Regions from separate parts of the Mus musculus genome. Here region 1 is linked to region 2. Evidence: chromatin contacts called from public Hi-C data. All regions are on one chromosome and are shown on one strand. The core of a region is the stretch at or near the end of the contact, and the rest is flanking DNA. Distances in the headings are between cores, read along the strand shown.

Region 1 (5,505 bases), core at 508-3,007, 680 kb before region 2:
AAGCAGGGCCGTTTAGGGAATGACTTGAAATATTAAAATAATACAAACTTGTTAGGGTTAGGGTTAGGTTAGAGCTGGGAAGATGTTTACAGCACTCCCACACTGAGCTTGTTTTAATGAACAGAGAAATACCACTTGTCTTCATTGGGGGCTTTTTTTTTCACATGTGGATATTAACTTCTAAAAGTTTGAAAACAGCTTATCTTTCTGAGCAGTTTAGAATTCCTTTTATTTGCTGTGGCTGGACAGATGGCTCAGCAGTTAAGAGCACTTAATGTTCTTGTAACATCAGCATCTGCATGACTACAAGTGCCCGTAACGCTAGCTTCAGGGGGTCCAGTGCCTTTTCTGGTCTCCTCAGACACCTGCACTCATATGCACACTTCTTCACACATACATACACACATACATATAGTTAAATAAATCTTCATAAACAAGAAGTCCTCTTATTTACATTATTGTTGGCATTATATAATACAGATGCCTCAAAATTCTTTGCTGATACAAACTTAAAATCCAGTTGGATTCAGTTCCCAGTGGACACACACCAAGGACTGTATCCGTAGGACTGAGGTATGCATTTGTGCTGAGAAGTTGCTAGGATTCTGATGACGTGGATGTTTAGAAGGAACAGAGTAGAGTCAACGTCTTCCAGTGTTTGTTGAGTCTTTCTCTTTTGTACCTAAACAAGACTTGATGTGGTAAGCTGGGGGAATGAGGGGAGCCAACAGCTCAAAGGAGGATCAACCAAATAAAAAGCCCACGTCTTCTAGCTTAGAACCCTTAACAAAAAGGCCAACAGTCAGGAAAATCGGGTTATTTGAATTTCACTTCTCCTTCCTTAGACTCTTCAAACACAGTCTATTGGTTAGAAAGCAGGGAGCAGAATGGAGAGAAATCTAAACAGACAGATCAGCAGCTGGCTTTGGGTGAATTCTGAAATAGACCATAGAAAAGGAAACTGCTAAAATATTCTTTTTTGCATCTCTGTGCGTTGATCTTTCTTTGAATATTGCTTTCTTTTAGCATTTCATCTAGACTCTCTTTGCATGCATTTCCTTACCTCTAACCCCACTCCTTTCTCCCTGTCTCTTTTCCTCCAGGGTGAGTCCCCTGAGCACTGGGATGTATTTGACACCACAGCATACCCCCCACCCACCATCTCCTTGAACATTGTTTTCATGTGAAGTTCAACGCTCTTCTTTCAACTCAACCAAGATTGTTACCACACAGGAAATGCTTCATGTCCTCTCCTCGGGCTCCAAGGGTTTTGTGTTTGCTTGCTCTTCCCAGCTTAGAGGAGTTCTCATTTATGAGTTTTAAACTTTCCTCTCCCCTAACTCCTCAATTTCTTTTCCACAACTCAATTTTAGTGTCTTACCCTTGATCTCATCCATCCTTATTCTCTCCCAGTGTACGTAGGTCTCCAGAACTTACTGACCATGCACAGCTTGGGCTTTGTACCCCAGCTTCTCCCACCTTTATTTCCCCTCTTCCAGCTTGCAGGGAGCCGGTTAAATCCTGAGCAAAAATGTATTATTAACATGGACATAGGCATGTCAAAGACCTCAGTGACTCGGGTCCACTGGTGCAGCAAAGCCTACCCCAGGCAGACTCAGACAGATGGAAACCCTTTCTGCAGTCTGACAGGACCCGAAGGACCTATCAGTGTGAGCAAAACTTAGCAAGTGCAGCTTCCTCCTTCTGGATAACTGCCATGGGAGACTGCTTCCCTACACAGACTAGCTGACTCTCCCGCATGTGCTGACACAATACAACACACGGAATTTCCTGGCAGCCATGGCTCCGTCAGAGTGAGCACAGCCTATTTGATCCCAGCTTTTCTGTTCATGTGTTTGTGTGTCTGTCTTTCTTTATTTCTCAGTTACCCCAGTCAGGCTTCCAGGACAAGGTGACGAGTTTTGTTTCTGTGAGTGTGGTGTTCTAAGATTCTTTGTGGAAGTGAGAGCATGAAGCGTTTGTCTTCTTCATCTGACTCAGTTCACCGAACATCGCATCTGCAGCACTCATCCAAGTTGTTACACATTGCAAGGTTTTCAAGGCTGATTACTACTGTGTTGTGCACACACACATTCCATTCTTTTATTCTTTATTTTATTATTATTTTATGGGGAGACATGTAGGGTATTTCGACATCTCAGCTATGACAAATTGTTCAGAAATGAACATGAGAAGGCAGAAACACCCTTGAGATTTTGATTTCAACTTCCTTGGAACTGTACAAGGAAGTGAGATTGTTTGAGATAAGATCGTTTCTTCATTTTTGAGAAGTTTTAATGCTATTATCCAAGAATATACAGTAGAGAAACAATAAACCTCTTCAACGCATGGTCTTGTGAAAAGCTGGTCATCCACGTGTACAATAAACCCAGAAGCAAACCTCTATCTCATAGAAAAATCACCCAAAAGTGGATCAAATACTCTAATATATAACCCAAGGTTCTAAACCTTGAATAGAATAAACAGTGAGGAACCATCTAGACGTTGAGCTGAGCACTTATTCTTTGAGTGTTATACCAAGAAGATGGGCAACATAGGCACAGATGGACAAACCAAACTGTAGACACTGTGTTTTCCTATCTCTGGGAATATTCTGACCCAGATGTGGTGCTGTGTTCAACTGAAAGTGATGTGAGATGCAGGAAGGCACGTCACATCCAACACAGGGATGCTTCAGTTGGGGGTGGGGTGGGGGGAGGGGGTCCCCGATTCATCCACACTAACATTACAATGAGCATTACATCACAATGAACATTACATTACAAAGTGAACACCACATTGAACCTTAATGTGGAGACTTGAACAACAGGAATAGCTTTGGGGACAAAGGACTTATGGGTGACAAAGACAATGGAGGTGAAATCCCCACCACGACCCAGGCCTTCCACACAGTTAGTTCTGCACCCCCACACCCCTCATTTGGATCTCTGATGGGTACAGTTGTCATTTCCATTGCCTAGAATGCAACATGGGCACTTGGTATTAAAACCAAAGCTATTTTCCCAGTGGCTTTCTGTTTTACCTGGCAAAACATGTAACTAAAATTACCATGTAAAGTTTCATTTAACATGGAATTGGCAAGGCATGTTTAAAAAGCACCACACTGTTAAGTGTAGAGAGATAGGAAGAAGGCTTCACTTTGCAACTGGACAATGGATTACTTAAAGATGAAATATTCTAGTTCACTTAAGAAATCCTCAGCATGCAGGGTTTGCACTGGTGGTGCCTGAGAGTGCTCTCCTGCAGATCATTTCCACTGTGCAAACTGAGGACACTTATTCTCTATTTCTCTTGCACCCACAACTTCATGTTATCTGTCATTCTTTCAATAACGTTGAAAGAGATTTTTTTCTGTGTGTTGAGCTAATGTATGTCAGCTAATCCTGAGAGTCAAACAAGTTAAGATGTAATTGATACTTCAGAGTTGGCAAAGATCTTATCCATGGCTGACTCTCGGCCTGGTCCTTCTTCTCAGCATTCTTGATTTTCTTGAGGAATGTTCGGCTCATAGTGGGAACACAGAAGACCCTGAAATCATGGGACTGCTGATGGCAGATGATACTAGAGACCCTTTATGATGGGAGGAGTGGCATGAAGAAATGAACAGAGGAACGATTTCGATCTTGATGCTTCCTATCTGTACTTATTTTATATACAATTCTATTTTCTTCTTCTTCAGGGATAAACTCCCATTTATAGATATACAAGGCCGTAACTATACCCCAAAGCAACACTGCAAGCTCCTACCCAATTTCATGGCTTTGTAATTTTCAGAACAATTACAGCTCATCTCTCACTTCTCCCATTACTACTTACACTTTGTTGATTTTTCTTCAGATTCACTGGGGGCGTACATGTCCAAATTAAGTACCATTTTATCATTTCCTGCCTCTCCTTCCAAGTTTTCTTTGTTCTTTACTCTCCACAGAGCTCGCAATGTATTCCAATTAATATCCTATAAATCTCGCTGCCGGCTGCTAACCATGCATTCACGTCACTGGACAACAAGGTCAGGGCTCTCAATTCTATTTGCTGTTTAATATTAAACTCATAGAGATTAGACACTGGCCACAGATGATGTCCAGAACTGATCACTAAGGACCACATCTGACCTTCAACTTACACACTTAACCCACCAACCAAAACAGCTCCCCAATCTAGTAGGCAGGGGATAGTTCTCCACACCTCAGAAATAAGATAATGAGGGCCAACAGAGTTGAGAGACTTGCCAAGGCACATGTTGCAATATAACCATGAGCAACACTAGACGCTTCTGTTTTATGCCCATAAAAGATCAAAATTGTTCATGCTTCAAATGGGTTTTATATAAAAGTGGCTGGCACTTTTTTGTTGTTGTTAAACTAAACTTTGTTGGCATAAAAACAGCTTTCGGGCTTTACTTTAAGTGAGTTATGCTCACTTTGGAGTGGCTCTGGGTCAAATGGTTATATTAATGAACTGTGTTTTCAATGTCTGTCTTAGTTTCTGCTTTCATTCTTATCTGATTTCTCTGAGCAGTGGTTCTCAACCATCCTTAATGTGGTGACCCTTTAAGACAGTTCCTCATGTGGTGGTGAGCCCCAGCCACATTGCTACCTCACAACTGTATTTTTGCTACTGTTATGAATTATAATGTAAATCTCTGATATGCAGGATATCTGGTGTGTGACCCCTGTGAAAGAGTCATTCAACCTCCAAAGGGGTCGAGACCCACAGGTTGGGAACTGCTTGCTAAGGGTCTTCTGCCACTGTTGCCTTCCCTACCTGCCAATCCTACTTACCAGTTCCTGACTGAAATTCCAGCCTTCTCCTTCTCCTCAATTTGTCATTTGACTGTGAGGGTCTTTTGTTTCTCAAGTGGAAGGTCCAGCTTTTGGGACTTCTGTATGGAGCATCTATGCGTAAAGTCCCTGTAGCAGAAAACAAAGTTTTCATTTCTCAATCAGAGCTGAGATTTGAAAGTGCTAGAGAAAGGAGATATGTGGCTGTAACTAATACCATAGCTGTTCTTGGGCTGCTTTTTAATGAGCACAGAGAAGGGGTACCTGAGAGCGCTGGCATAGAAAGATGAGATACAGATGGGGCTGGGGAAAGATCTGGTACATAGCCTACAGTCGTTCCAGCACTCAGAGCCTAAGCAAAGCAGGGAGGCTGAAGCTCTGCAGGTAGGTAGTTAGGCAGTGCAGAGGAGAAGGCAGCGCCATGGAACACCTCTATGAGGGACAGGGGTTTAAGAAGCAGAGTGGTCAACACGGGCAAATGCTTTTGAAAAGTTGCATAGAATAGAGACACAGAAGTGGCCTTTGGATTGGGCAAAGCAGGTTGTTCATAACCTTGGAGAAACATGCAGATAAAGAAGGCTGATGAGTAGGCTGGAGAAACAACAGGTGGCAAGAAACACAGCACTGACTACAGATAGCTCTCGTGGGAATGTTGCAAAAGAGTTGAGGACCAAGACTGAGTCTGGAGGGAACACAGTGTCAA
Region 2 (5,669 bases), core at 2,243-4,742:
GCACATAGGGCATGGTGGTGCACATCTTCGATCCCAGCACTCAGGAGCCAGAGGCAGGAAGATCTCTGTGAGTTTGAGGCCAGCCTGAGTATAAATGAAGAGTTTGAGGACAGCCAGGACTACATAGTAAGATCGTGTGTGTGTGTGTGTGTGTGTGTGTGTGTGTGTGTGTGTGTAAACAAGCAAATATAGTAGGCAATATTACACATGATAATCACATGGTGATGCCAATCTCACAGGGAAATACTATTTCTGATCTATTAGGACAGCTGTCATTAAAATAAGAGGTAGTGATGGATGTTGGTAAAAGTGTGGAGAAACTAAAATGATGCGTGTTTTAGAAAACAGTTTGATAATTTCTCTAAAACACTCAACTGTTAACCAGATTACCAAGCAGTTTTACTTTTAGGTATATCCAAAAAGCCTGAAAACATGTATGTATAGAAAAACTCAGAACAAATGTTCAAGATGCTAAATGGACAAAACATAAAAATGATACAATGTCCATCAACTGGTGAGCATTTTATATAATTACAATGGGAAATTGTTCAACAATGAAAAAGAAAGAAAAAAAAGACATTATTTGGCTGGGCGTGGTGGCGCACACCTTTAATCCCAGCACTCGGGAGACAGAGGCAGGCGGATTTCTAAGTTCGAGATCAGCCTGGTCTACAAGGTGAGTTCCAGGACAGCCAGAGCTACACAGAGAAACCCTGTCAAAAAAAAAAAAAAAGAAAGGAAGGAAGGAAGGAAGAGGAAGGAAGGAAGGAAGGAAGGAAGGAAGGAAGGAAGGAAGGAAGGAAGGAAGGAAGGAAGAAAGAAAGAAAGAAAGAAAGAAAGAAAGAAAGAAAGAAAGAAAGAAAGAAAGAAAGAAAGAAAGAAAGAAAGAAAGAAAGAAAGAAAGAAAGAAAGGAAAAAAGAAAAAGCCACTGATACATACTACATACTACACTATATACATACTACATACTATACTATATACATACTACTACATTCTACAACTATATGCTTGGTAAAGAAGCCAGACATTAAAGATCACATATTTTACCACTTCATGTGAATTACATGTCCAAAAATGGACTATTTCTAGAGATAGAAGAACTATCTGTTATGTAAGAGAGGACTGTAAGTAACAACAGCCAGCAAACAGGCAAAAGAGAACTCTTTGGATGATATAAATGTCTCTTAAAACAGGAATTGGGCTTCTTCTAGTGGCTTGTTTCCACCAGCCAGGCCCTACCGCCTACCTTCACAACCTTCAAAATATGAGCCTGTGGGACTTCTCAGAGATAAACCACAGCATTCCACCTCAGGGCCAAACCGCATGACTACCGCATGATGGAAAATACATTCAGTCTAACTTTAAAAGGGTTAACAGTCCCAGCATTGTACAAAAAGCCCAAAGTGTCTTCTGAGACACAAGGCAATGCCTTAGCTCTGAGTCCCTGTAAAATCAAGAAGAAAGTTACATGCTCCAAACCTACAACAGTACAGAGTAAACACTCCCATGCTAAAGGCAGGAATGGGAGACTAGCAATGAAAGGGCAGACCACACAGGTTGCACAAATGAACAGATATACTAAGAAATCATGAAATGAACAACTACAATGAGTGGATTTCTGCTATGCATGTGAATAGGCTACTTATGAATAATTTAAAAGACATCTAGGTTTATAATAACATTGTCTCCCTGTTATTTATTGAATATTATTCCTTTCTGTTAGCTCCTAGACAGCAATTTCGGCACAGGATGTAACACTTATACTGTCAATATCTTGCAGTCACCTCCATTCTGTGAGGCAGGTATAGTTATACCCAGCCTTCTGAGGAAGAAACTGAGGCACAGAGCTTAAAGAACCTGGTCAGTCTCAGAGACCGTCTGTAAGCAGCACAACTACAAGTCAATTTCAGGTCTGCCTAAGCCTAAAGCACAGAACCAGGCCTGAACACCCTGCTGCTAGGCTAAAGAATGAACCAGGTATCAGCTAATAATATTTTTGTTCTGGCAAAAAAAAAGGGGGGGGGAGAGTGGTTGCCTAGCAACAAAGGTCAAAATTTCGAAACACATTTTCTGGTCTCTGTAAGGCCAGTCCCAGGGTTTGAAGACCTTTGTTGCTGTCATAAGACAAGTGACTTGAACACTCAGCTCACATGGGTCAACCTATTCTCTTTAGCCAAGGCTTCTAATTTGTCCAGTCAGTCCCAGTGCAAATGAAATGGGTGTCTACAGTTGGTATGCCCACGTGAATATCCCAGGAAGATCTTATAAACACAATTCTTAGAAACCCATGTCCAGGTGGTTAATAAAGAGCTTTGGTATTGTAGATTTATTTTTTTTTAACAAAGATGGGGAAATTGTTAAAGTCATACACTTCAAAGATAAGTGTGCTTGCGCCTGGAGATAGGGCTCAGCAGTTAAGATCATTGTATGGGCTTCCAGAGGTCCTGAGTTCAATTCCCAGCAACCACACAGGGGCTCACAGCTATCTATAATATGATCTGATGCTCTCTTCTGGTATGCAGGTGTACATACAGATAGAAAAATATATTTTTTCTTTTTTTAAAAGGTAAATGTCCGGATCTGAATTCTGCTTCAGCATAGCATGCGCTCATCAAATTTCTCATCGTTGTGACAAAACACCATAAAGAAACATCTTAAGGGAGAAAAAACATGTTGAACTCCAGTTGCCAGAGGTGTTGGTTCTCCGTGGCACAGCGAAGGCGTGGTAAAAGCTGAGTAGACACACCTTGGCAGTCCAGGAAAGCCAGCAGTAGCTTGGCTTGCTATTTCTTTCCTCTTCTTATTCCATCTGGGCCTTCAGACCGTGGGACAATGTCACCCACACTCAGGTTCATCATTCCCTCTCCACTAAGCCATCCTGAAAATGTCCTTACAGATACATTAAGACGTGTGCCTCGGTCTCCCCGGTGACTCTCAATCTAAACACATCAACAACAGCGATTAACCATCTCAATACTTGTACCATGTTAACAAGTTAACCTCTCCAAGACTCAGTTTCCTTATTTAGAAAGGAGGCTGTCTAAAATAGATATCTCTATAAGGTTATCAATTTTTAATTATAGGATGCTTCAAGAATACACTCATTAGGCAAAAGCGAATGTCTTTCCCCTCTCCTTGTGCGTGTGTGCGTGTGTGCGTGTGTGAGTGTGTGTGTGTGTGTGTGTGTGTGTGTGTGTGTATGATGCATGTGTACACATTCCTAGAGAGCCTTGCAGGCTGTGCTGACTGACTGTATTTCTCTCAGTAGCAGGTCAGCACCACATAGGCTGCTGGGTTGGATACAATCAGCAACACATAGAAAAGAAAAATAGCCAAGCCCTCGGGCACTCGGGGTTGTGACCCTTGGGAGAGACTTCAAATTTTATATTTGAACTCTATTGACTTACTAACAATGCATTCTCCCACAGCCCTTCAAAGATGATCCTGAAAATAAATGGATAAAGAGCTGCAAGAAGAAACATGAGGCAAAGTCGACACCTACTGGCAGCCTGAGGTTCATGCAGAAAGCAGTCATCCCGGAGTTCAGTTGCCCTAAACCCAGATGAACCCTGAATGCGAATTGTCACCCTTTTATGTGTGAAGTCTACTGTCAAGGAAACAGAGATCTGGACAAAGGTTTATATGCAAAACTTCATCAGGTATTGTTTATTTATGAAAGTAAAATATTAGAAATACTGAGGGAGATTAAAATAAATACACTCTGATTTATTCCTGCAATGGACTACCATGGAGCCATTAAAAACTGTTTTCAAATCATTTATTAACATACAATGTTCTTTAAAATAATTCAAGAAAGGATATTATATGTGCAAAGTATGGATAGGATAATGATTGACAGTAAAATTTATATGAATAGGAAAAGATTATATATATATTCTATGTATACACACATATACACATATATATACATATACATATGTATATATTCATATATATTCATTCATAGGAAGAAATCTAAGAAGGCCAAGAGCTCAGAGTCCGAGTGCTTGTCTGGCATGTACAAGGCCTGAGTCCAATGCATATCTCTGCAAAAGGAAAAGAAAAGAGGGAATGGAGGGAGAGAAATATTACTGTTTTCTTATTTCTATACCTCTATACTTTTCAAACTTACTGTAATAACTGCATTGCTTTAGAAAATATTAAAGAGCAATAAATAAGAACTTTTCAGCCGGGCGTGGTGGCGCATGCCTTTAATCCCAGCACTCGGGAGGCAGAGGCAGGCAGATTTCTGAGTTCGAGGCCAGCCTGGTCTACAAAGTGAGTTCCAGGACAGCCAGGGGTATACAGAGAAACCCTGTCTCGAAAAACCAAAAAAACAAAAAAACAAAAACAAAAAAACAAAAAAACAAAAAAAAACCAACAAAACAAAACTTTGTGAAGCAATCATTTCAATGACTTTAAAAAAAAAAAAGAATAGTAGCTATAAAAAACGAAGGAGCGGTGGTGTTAAAGATCCGAGGTGGACTACTGGAGCTCCGCCTCGGGAGCTGCCTCAGAGGGGCCAAACAAAAGCGGAGTCTGGTCCTCATGGCCGTGCTAACTGCATCTTGACTTCCTAATTTAGCAGACAAAGTTAGAAAGTAAGGGCAGCAGGAGCAGACACGCAAGGCAGCATCAGTATTGCTCCTAGGAAGCCCGCCCAGAGGATGTTCTCAGATGCTAGTGGCAGCCTATTGGTATCACCTGTGTGGAGGGTTTTCTTCTGTCCTTGGCTGTGCGTAAAAAGTCTGCTCACCAGAGTAGATTAATCCAACTCTGTCTCTTCGGTGAATGTCTGACTCATTTCTCCCCCGGAGTATTTCAAGGTCCTGGCTCTTACACACACCAGCAAGTCACTACACTCCTCTGATCTTTACCAGTCTCATTGTTAAACGTGACAAGAGCCTCGCAGCTGACTGTGGATGCCACCTTTATATAAAATACCGTCCCTTGAAAGTAACCCCAACCAAAATGCTAACCAAAACTACAATTAGATTCTAGACCACCCCTGTCAGAATGGTTATCACTAAAATAGCAACCGAAAGCTGACAAGCATGGTGTAGAGGGAAAGTGTGAAGTTCTCTGACCATTCGAGACATCAGGAGGTGGTTCCTCAGTAATTCCTAATATAGAATTACTATATGATCCCAGCTATGTTTTCTTTTCTAGAAATGTACCCAAAGGAGACTAAATTAAAATACTACAGAACCACTTATCTGTCCATGTATATCGAAACACTATTTACTATCGCCAAGTTATAGGACCAGATTACAATGTTCATCGATAGATGAATAGTAAAGAAAATGGGTATAAATAATGAAGCCATGACATCTTCAGAAAAAATGGATGGAACTAGGGATGATAAGGGAAATAGGTCAGTTACAGAATTATGATAAATATTTCATGTTCTTCACATGTAGAGTGTGTGTGTGTACATGTGTGTAGGGAGAGAGGGAGTAGACTAGAAGAGGGAAGGGGAACGAGAGAAATAAGAAAGGGCAGAGAAATACATGAGACATGAAAGAGGAAGGGACAAGTGTTGAGGGGAAAAGGGGGAGAGAGTTGTGTGTGAATAAGAACAAAGAATGCAGTGTGTTTATAAAATTCATATTGAAACCCATTCCTTTGTTATCACATGAAAATTAACAAACAGGAAAGAAAGCAGCCT

What was found. Hi-C and Micro-C count contacts between places; a contact is called where the count stands out from the background.
Region 1: a contact with region 2 is called in a Hi-C map of bone marrow-derived macrophages, with 12 read pairs. The contact joins two enhancer-like sites. A contact is called at or near these places in 1 of 15 datasets of contacts at CTCF or cohesin (pro-B cells), 1 of 484 Hi-C or Micro-C datasets (bone marrow-derived macrophages) and 1 of 9 other capture datasets (embryonic stem cells).

The regions. Positions count from the first base shown.
Region 1 is chr17:79,783,098-79,788,602 of GRCm38.p6, reverse strand. No RefSeq gene overlaps it. Among named protein-coding and RNA genes, the nearest start is that of Gm33055, 48 kb to the right of the region's middle. Within about 2 kb of position 1,757, at least 45 of the 459 cell types and tissues checked have an H3K27ac peak or open chromatin away from gene starts, as enhancers often do. A contact at or near this core is called in bone marrow-derived macrophages, where this site is marked.
Region 2 is chr17:79,108,859-79,114,527 of GRCm38.p6, reverse strand. No RefSeq gene overlaps it. Among named protein-coding and RNA genes, the nearest start is that of Qpct, 60 kb to the right of the region's middle. Within about 2 kb of position 3,492, at least 5 of the 459 cell types and tissues checked have an H3K27ac peak or open chromatin away from gene starts, as enhancers often do. A contact at or near this core is called in bone marrow-derived macrophages, where this site is marked.